3 separate regions of the Gossypium hirsutum genome follow, and all the other regions are linked to region 3. Evidence: chromatin contacts called from public Hi-C data. All regions are on one chromosome and are shown on one strand. The core of a region is the stretch at or near the end of the contact, and the rest is flanking DNA. Distances in the headings are between cores, read along the strand shown.

Evidence for each region. A called contact is a pair of places that touch in the nucleus more often than the background predicts.
Region 1: a Hi-C map of leaf shows a contact between it and region 3, with 1.8 times the contacts expected there. The contact joins the enhancer-like site here to the promoter of LOC107949444 in region 3. A contact is called at or near these places in 6 of 34 Hi-C or Micro-C datasets (anther, hypocotyl, leaf and 2 more).
Region 2: a contact with region 3 is called in a Hi-C map of hypocotyl, with 2.4 times the contacts expected there. The contact joins the promoter of LOC107945364 here to the promoter of LOC107949444 in region 3. A contact is called at or near these places in 3 of 34 Hi-C or Micro-C datasets (hypocotyl and leaf).

The regions. Positions count from the first base shown.
Region 1 is chrD03:25,140,452-25,143,180 of Gossypium_hirsutum_v2.1, forward strand. No RefSeq gene overlaps it. Among protein-coding and RNA genes, the nearest start is that of LOC107941249, 6.8 kb to the right of the region's middle. Within about 2 kb of position 1,415, at least 8 of the 9 cell types and tissues checked have an H3K27ac peak or open chromatin away from gene starts, as enhancers often do. A contact at or near this core is called in leaf, where this site is marked.
Region 2 is chrD03:25,117,176-25,119,875 of Gossypium_hirsutum_v2.1, forward strand. LOC107945364 (putative elongation factor TypA-like SVR3, chloroplastic) reads left to right here and starts at 1,339. Exons shown (of 14, transcript XM_016879338.2): 1 at 1,339-1,635; 2 at 1,725-1,834. The coding sequence starts at 1,413.
Region 3 is chrD03:24,651,716-24,654,415 of Gossypium_hirsutum_v2.1, forward strand. LOC107949444 (guanylate kinase 2) reads right to left here and starts at 1,290. Exons shown (of 11, transcript XM_016884097.2): 1 at 1,005-1,290; 2 at 501-535; 3 at 222-329; 4 at 20-96. The coding sequence starts at 503.

The sequences.
Region 1 (2,729 bases), core at 165-2,664, 490 kb after region 3:
CTGTCTGTCTTGTTATTGTTCAACATGCAACAATACAAATGAGAGTCTTTCTTTCAAACTTATTCTACGTTTGGTTCATTGTAATGTAATAGAACTATAACGTAATAGAATTACAATGGAATAGAGTTGTAATCAATAATTCAGTTGTTTGGTTGAATGAAATGGAATAGAACTGTAATAATATTATTGTATTTGGTTGAATGGAATAGATATTGTAATAATATAATAAAAAAACTGAAATGACCAAAGTACCTTTAGTAGAAATTCTGTAGGTGGATAATTATTGTTATTGTTATTAAATTTTAATAGGATTATTATTAAGTATAATTTAATAATAAATAATAAATAACTTAACCATATTTTAATATAATTATTATTAAATACAATTTGCATTTTCTAGTGAAAAACTAGTAATTAATATATTATTTATAAAACTATGATTTATTTCTTAATAATTTTATAAAATTATGTCAAAAAAATAAAATTTGAAAACAAATAATTTAACATTTTATATTTAATGATAATAACAATAAATTTAATTTTTTTAAATATAAAAAAATTAAATTATTTTATTATATTTAAATATTCAAAAATATTATTAGAAAGAAACCTACCTATAAAAGTATAAAATTTTATTTTAATATCACTTTTTCTCTTTCTTTTCTTTGGAGTTCTATTTAGGTCTCTCTTCTTCTTTTTCTCTAGTCCTCTCTCTCTCTTAAGGTATCTTCCTCTCCAAAGCTTTATCTCCACCTGCTTTTTAAATGATCATCCAAAGCTTTAAGCCTACCTCCTCTTTCTAATTTTTTTGGTTAGTTTGTCCTAAATCCCACCAAAACCCATAGATCCATACATGCAAATCTCCCCTCTGTTAATCTCCCACCGTCCATCATGATCTTTTTTCTTTTGATTTGGGTTGTTTTGTTTTTGTTTTCTAAATTTCATTACTAGGTTTTAAGTTTAATTTGCATTTTCTAGTGCAAAACTGAGATTTTGGGTTTGGGAGAGTATTTCTGATTAATTCAAATACCAAAACAGAAGTGAATATATAGTTGAAAAGCTTGTCACTTTTTGCTTGTTTGGTGGGTGAGAAAATCAAGGAAAATTTGGGATACCAGAGAATTTCCATGTAATGAACACTTGAGCTAAAATCCTTGTTATTGGGCTTGGAACATGGTAAAGTGGAGGAGACGTTGATATTGTGAAAACAACATTGTTGGATGAAATCGAAGTTGGGAAAGCATTGAATCGAAGTTTGTTGAATGATTGGGTTTCAATTTTTGTTTCTTCTTGATTTTTCTTCCATGACTATAATCCATCGATGTTTTTGGGAAAAAAATTGATGGCTATTCAGTGAGAGGCCGCAATACTATTCGATCGTTTCACTCATCCAGTCAAACCAAATAATGAAATAATAATGTTGTGCTGAATAAAGTCATTCATGCTAATCAAATGTAGTGTTAGGGTTTATATCTTATAAGTTGAGGTTGAACTTTAAATAATTAAATAATTAAATAATTATTATAGCATGTTAAAAAATTAATTATTATAACATGGGTCATTGATTTTTTTCTATTTCTTATTTTAAAAGAAATGCTTACGTAAACACCAGCTATATATAAAGTTAAAAAATGTATTTGGGAATCGTAAATTAGTTCAGAATCCTAAATATTGAAAAGTAAAAAAGATATGTGATGTAAATGGAATTTGATTGTTTAAAACATAATGCAATTTGTCTTTAAACCTTACTTCGTCCCCAAACCCATTAATTTTTTGGGTCATATCAAAATTGAATAAAAAATCATATAAATCTCCTATTTATAATTAATTTAATTATCAAATGAGTAATTGATATTCACGTAATTTATGCGGAGGAATTGGGTCAAACTAGAAGTGGAACTCTATATTAAATACTATTAGGTTACTAAAACAAGCCGAAGACAAAGTATGGAATGTAGAGCAGTCGTTAAATAAGGGCGGACGAGTGGGCAAGGTCAACTTGGCAATTATCTTATTATTCTAGATGGTTGCACTTGTTTACTTTTCTGTCTCCCTTCGCACCTTCAAACATCTCTCTTTAAAAAATTCATGAATTACATGTTAAATTTAATCATTCTTATCATTCATACAAAGTTAAACCACATTCAAGATTAGTAAATTATTAATAAGTTTACATTTTGATCGTTTAATTTTAAAAAGTTACAAAAATAGTCACTAAATTATTTGAAAGTTTTTTTTTATTTAAGTCATTAGATTGTTATTTTTTTAAATTTGCCTAATGATGAGTACCCATTGATGGGTAGAAGAACATACTTTAAATCCTAGTTGATCAGATCCGTGTTGGAGATTGGAGAAGAAAGTTGTATGAATTGTCTCGCAAATTCATGACATTCAAAACTATTTCATGAAAAAATTGAACTGTAGAAGAAAAAGAAAAATGGAACTTTCAATTAATGCATGCAGTGGAAACAAAGAATGTTGTACAATAGCGATTTAACAACCTGGTGACTTAAATATTTTTTTTTGAATAATTCAATGATTATTTTGTAACCTTTTAAAATTGAATGACCGAAAACATAAACTTACTAATAGTTTAATGATCTTGGATGTAGTTTACCATAATATATATTATATAATTTGCATGTACCTCAATCATTTGTGCGTTTATATATATAGGGATGCTTCTAAGGAAGAAAGCTACAATTTGTTTGGTCGATTTTCTTCTAAAA
Region 2 (2,700 bases), core at 89-2,588, 470 kb after region 3:
AGGTGAGACGTGATTTGACTTACGAGGAAGAGCCAGTATAGATTTTAGACCACGAGGTCAGGAAATTGAGGAAGAAGCAGATTACTCTAGTGAAAGTCTTGTGGAGGAATCATGGTTATAGCAAAGCCACTTGGGAACTCGAAGAGAGGATGTGCCACTGTCAACAATCTCATCACTTATTTGGATCAGGTAAATTTCGAGGACAAAATTTTCTTTAAGGGGAGTAGAGTTGTCACGCCTTAGAATTTATTTATTAAATTATGCAAATTTGTAACATAAGGAAGAAAAAGGTTTAGTGGTTTAGTGTGTTAATTAATTTGCTAGAGGTCTCATGTTCAAATTCCCTTATATTTTATTTTATTTATTTTTCTCATCCTAGCTATTATGAATTGTATTTGGATATTGGGTTTTTAATTTCTTTTTATTTAGGACTTGAGATTTGAGCTATAATTAGTTTATTTTGAGTTTGGGATAATGATGAGTATATTATTTGAATTTGAGTTTAGTATAATATATTTGTATTTCGGAATAAATATTTTAGAATACAAATATTAGGTTTATAAATTTAATAAGAAAGATAAAAATTATTCAATTGTCAATATAATATAATAATGAGCAATAAAAGATGTTTTTGTTAATTCGTATAATATAATAAAATAATAAATTTTACAGCCAATAAGCATTTTAATTATTTTATATAAAAGAACTCTATTATATATAGAATTTATGTTTTCTACGAGTCAAATTTGAATTGCGTTGTCATTATATAAAAGTAAAATGAATTATTACATTCGAAATTAAAATATTATAACTTATAAAATTCAAAATTATTTGAATACATCACAACTTGCCTGACTCTATCCGAACCCAAATCTGAAAAAATCAAAGCTTGAGAAAATCCGAATTTGAAAGGGTCTGAACTCAAGAAAATCCAAATCTAAAGTAAATCCAATCCGAACTTGCCCGTTTTTAAACTCTACTATTAACTATTTATTCCATTAAAAAATTTAAATAATGACCTGGTTATTGTTTTTTTTGTTGAAATTTATTTACTTCCAAAAGCTGTAATTTTTCAACAAATTAAATACATAATTACAAAATTTAATCTTCTACAGTATATGTAAACTTGAACTGGTGTCTTCAAATGCTAACCATTACTCTAGAGCTGCTTTTCCCGTATTTAAGGGAAAAAAAACAGAGGCCACATATACATTTTGGGGCTAAGATTAGGATCTAGGCTTAAAAATAGATCCCTCAAAATTTGGACCCACAGATGATGACGTGGATGAAATCGGGCCTAGGAGTACCCAAATAAAAGTTTCGGTTAGTTTCAATACCAGCCTTATCTGCCCAATCCTTTCATTTCTCTTTTTCCTTTCACTCACTCGCTGAACTGAGAAAGGAAAGGAGAAATGGAGATGGCAATTACCTTCCATAACTCTTCCTTCAAATCTCCTTTCATTAACCCTAGCTCTAACCCTAAGCCTAAATTTCTATTTCCCACGCAGCTTTCCGGTCTCATCTCTTCTCCACTTTCTTCCTTCAACTCCAAAACGACATGTCTCAAATTTGGTTCTAGGACTTTCACTAAACCGGTCAAGTGCTCTATTTCTCAGGCGGCTCAACCTGCAATCGGTATTTTATTTCTTTTTTAGTTTTAAGTTGGTTTTTTTTTCTCTGAGATCCTTTTTATTATTATTTAAAAGTTTCTGGTTGATTACTAGAGAAGAGGAGTCAGTTAAAGAGGCGAAGCGATATAAGGAACATAGCAATCGTGGCGCATGTTGACCATGGAAAGACTACTTTGGTCGATGCAATGTTGAAACAGTCAAAGGTGAACGAATGTGGTTTCTATCCGCTTAAGTCGTTCATAATTGTTTCAGTTTCTTTATGTATTGTTTCTTTTCTGTTTGCTTTGTGCCTATTTATTATTATAATTTCTGAATTTGGATCGGGATAAGAGTTTGTTTCGTGCCATTAGAGTTGCAGTGAAGACTACTCTTAGATTAAATTTATTTCAAGAGTCTATCATCTCATCTGGAGCTTCAGTTTAGTCTAAAATACTCATTTTTTTGGGCGCTTTAATTTAAGCTAAAAGTTGGAGTTGAAAACCCTTGTTTGGCCTAGCTTTGATGATACATACATGAATGGGGTGAAATTTATTAGTGACAATTCAATAAAGCTGTCAATTTTCAATCTCAAAAGATTACTCAATTTGTGACAATTCAAACAAGCTGTCAATTTTCAAGCTCAAAAGATTAGTTAATTTGTGACTATTTGGATTGAATCCAGGCACTTTGAATCACTCGATTTTGAGTCCGGAGCTCAAGTTATACTATTTTATTGAACACTGCGCGAACAAAATTTTTGGACGTGATTATTGCGGGAATTTACGAGTTTTGGATTTTAATTTGAGTTTAAATCATATTAGGTTCGTTTTTTAGGCTTAATTTTCATGATATATGAGCCCAATGTTGTATATATTAGGTTTTATTATTTTACTATTTATTTATATCGAATTTTAGGATATTTTACTTCTTGTGAACTCTTCATCTTCCAATTTACTAGGGTTCAAGCTTAGGGGTTGATTAGAGCCATTAATTGAATTTGTTGCAGTTTATGTCTCAAAGGATTGATAAATGACATGAGAGCTGGGCTGAATGGATGTCTTGAGATTAATGAGGGAGAAAGGCTCTAGGA
Region 3 (2,700 bases), core at 40-2,539:
GTGTTAGCTACAAACTGACCATTTCCCAGTAGATTTGTCATAAATCTGAATTCCAACAGATGATGTGGAATCACTGTTTGCCCCACCAATTACAAACTGCCAGTAGAAAATCCACACAAATCTTCAATCAGATAAAGGTGATTGAACACCTCACGTAATAGACAACAAAGAGAAGCACTTTATGATAAAAGAACACCAAATTAGGCATTAAAGTATCATACTGTTTTGTCACCAACGTCGGTGAAGGTCTCAAAGCCTTTGGATTTTAAGCCAAATCCGTTTGAAAATCCATTTTGTAGATTATCAACAAAGAATGCTGGGGCTTCTCCCTGATGACCAATAACCAAAATAAATCAAATCACAATTAAGCCACTTTTTCCACCTTTGCTAAACCATAAAACTCAATAGCCTGCTAGTACCCCTTTCTTTTCCTGAGTAAATAAAAATGAAAACCAATTTTCACCCGAAAATATCTATATATAAAAAGATGATAGGCTCACCATGGAGAACCAATGCCTCCAAAATAAGATTCCCCCTGATCAATACACATGGAGAGATAAGAGATCAAATAAAAGGAACTCGTATTTTTTTGGATCTATCAAACAATAAAAGAAGGAATCATGGATGGCATTGAATCAATACAATTTACATGTCAAACAAGAAACCAAAATCGAAGGTAAAAGGGAACCATTTTTTAGAGGTATAACAACTAATTAGATTTCTGAAACCAAAACCCAGATTCCAATCTAGCATTACAATGCAAAACATAAAAGTATAAACAGACAGGAAAAAACAACCAGAAATCAGAGATACAAGCTAAAATAATAATGTTTCAGTTGGTTTTTACGTCGAATTTCAAACAACCCAGGTCTCAAAAACGAAAGATAGAGAGAATAAACTTTAAAAAAAAAAAAGCCAGATGCAATAACATGGTTAAAAAATAAATATAGGCGAAAAAAGGCTCGAAAAGAACGAAACAGATTGGTTAAACACCAAATTCATACCTTTGATAAGAGAAGAAAACAAAACAAGTTTATATTGGCTAGGCGGAGGATATTTCCCAAAAGGGATAGTATTATTAAAAAAAGAGAATAGGAAGAAAAATGGATATTTTTCAGCTTTGCGATATTCGTTTGGCCAAGTATTGGGAGTTAAATCAGATCAAAACATGGGATTCGGAAAGGAGAAGAATTGCAAGGAAAGCTGAAATCCAATCACTCTTTTTATATTGGTGAAGAGAAAGAAAGAGAGGTAGGCCTTTTCTTTTTCGGTTGCATTCAATTAACGAAAACAAGAAGACCCCGTTGGCCCGGCTCTCATTTTCATACGAGGCTGTTGGGAAGCTTCACTTTTTTTTTCCAAAAATAAAAAAACAATTTGTTTAATACTAGGAGTAGTAAGTTTTCTTTCTTTCTTTTTTTGAAATTATTATTTAATTTGTGCTGTTCTTTTAATGGCTCTTTTCTAGGGGAAATTTATTTATTTATTTAAAAAAAAAAGGAAAAGAACAAAAAAAAAATTAGAAGATTTTGGCTTAGAGCGGTCATAGGTTAAGATAACTATCTTACCAAATAAAGGGGTTATGGAATTCAATTTTGGTCTAAAAAGTGATAAAATTTTAATTTAATTTATTAAAAATTATAAAAATATAAGTTAATACAATAATGAAATTACATTTAGCTCTAAAAAAATACATAGTTATATTTTAGCTCCTCCAAAACTAATTTCTAGTTTCGCCTCTAGGTTATGGCAACTTCAATTCTCTCGAGTGAAGAGGAAGACGAACTACAGCGTAGTAGCGAAAAGGTCAAGCATGACCAAAATCCAAGTCCTCAAATAATTACTCGACCACTTCTATCCTACAATGATTCATTAATGGTGTAATGATATTAAAATCACTATGTTATAAAAGTGACACTAATTTGAGATCCTGCATAATGAATTTCTTTGTATAGTGAAATGAGGTATATAATCAATAAAAGAGAAGGTTGATGAGTGTCAAAAGAAGTTAAATCAAGAAGTATGACGTGATATATTAATTTAAAGAAAGGACTAAATCACAAAGAGTGAAAAATGTTGGGGCTAAAGTATAAATATTCAAAATTTATAGGGTTAAAATATAAATATAAAAAAGATAGACCAAAAGTGAAAATACCGTAAAGGTGGAAAGGAGACAAATGAAAATATAAAATTTTACTTAGGGCAAAATAGTCATTTTGTAAGAAAGATCATTTTGGAAAAATTACTAAAATTCCCTTGAAAGTGTAGATGAAATTTTAGCCATTGGATTTACTTAATTAATTATGAAGTAGGAAATATGGGCCCTTAGATCAAAATGATGATGTTGGTGATATTTTATATTATTTAATTATAATGTTAATAATATTTTATTAATATTTTATAATTTAAAGTGAATATAGAAGGAAGAAAGATGGAGAAAGCTTTTCATACTTTCCATTTGCTTCCAACGTGTATGAGAAATGGAGAAGGGAGAAACTATTTTTTTCTACAATTTAGTCCTTTTCTATAAAGTCTACTATTTTCACCCAAAATTAATTAGAATTTTCATAGCCACCAAAAAGAAAAAGTGAATTAGAGATCCTAGAGAGTTTGATTATCATATTGGAAGCAAGAAATTGGAGTTGGAAGTGGAGAAAGCTGAGAAGAAAGTGAAAAGATTAAAAAGACAAGTGAGAAAGA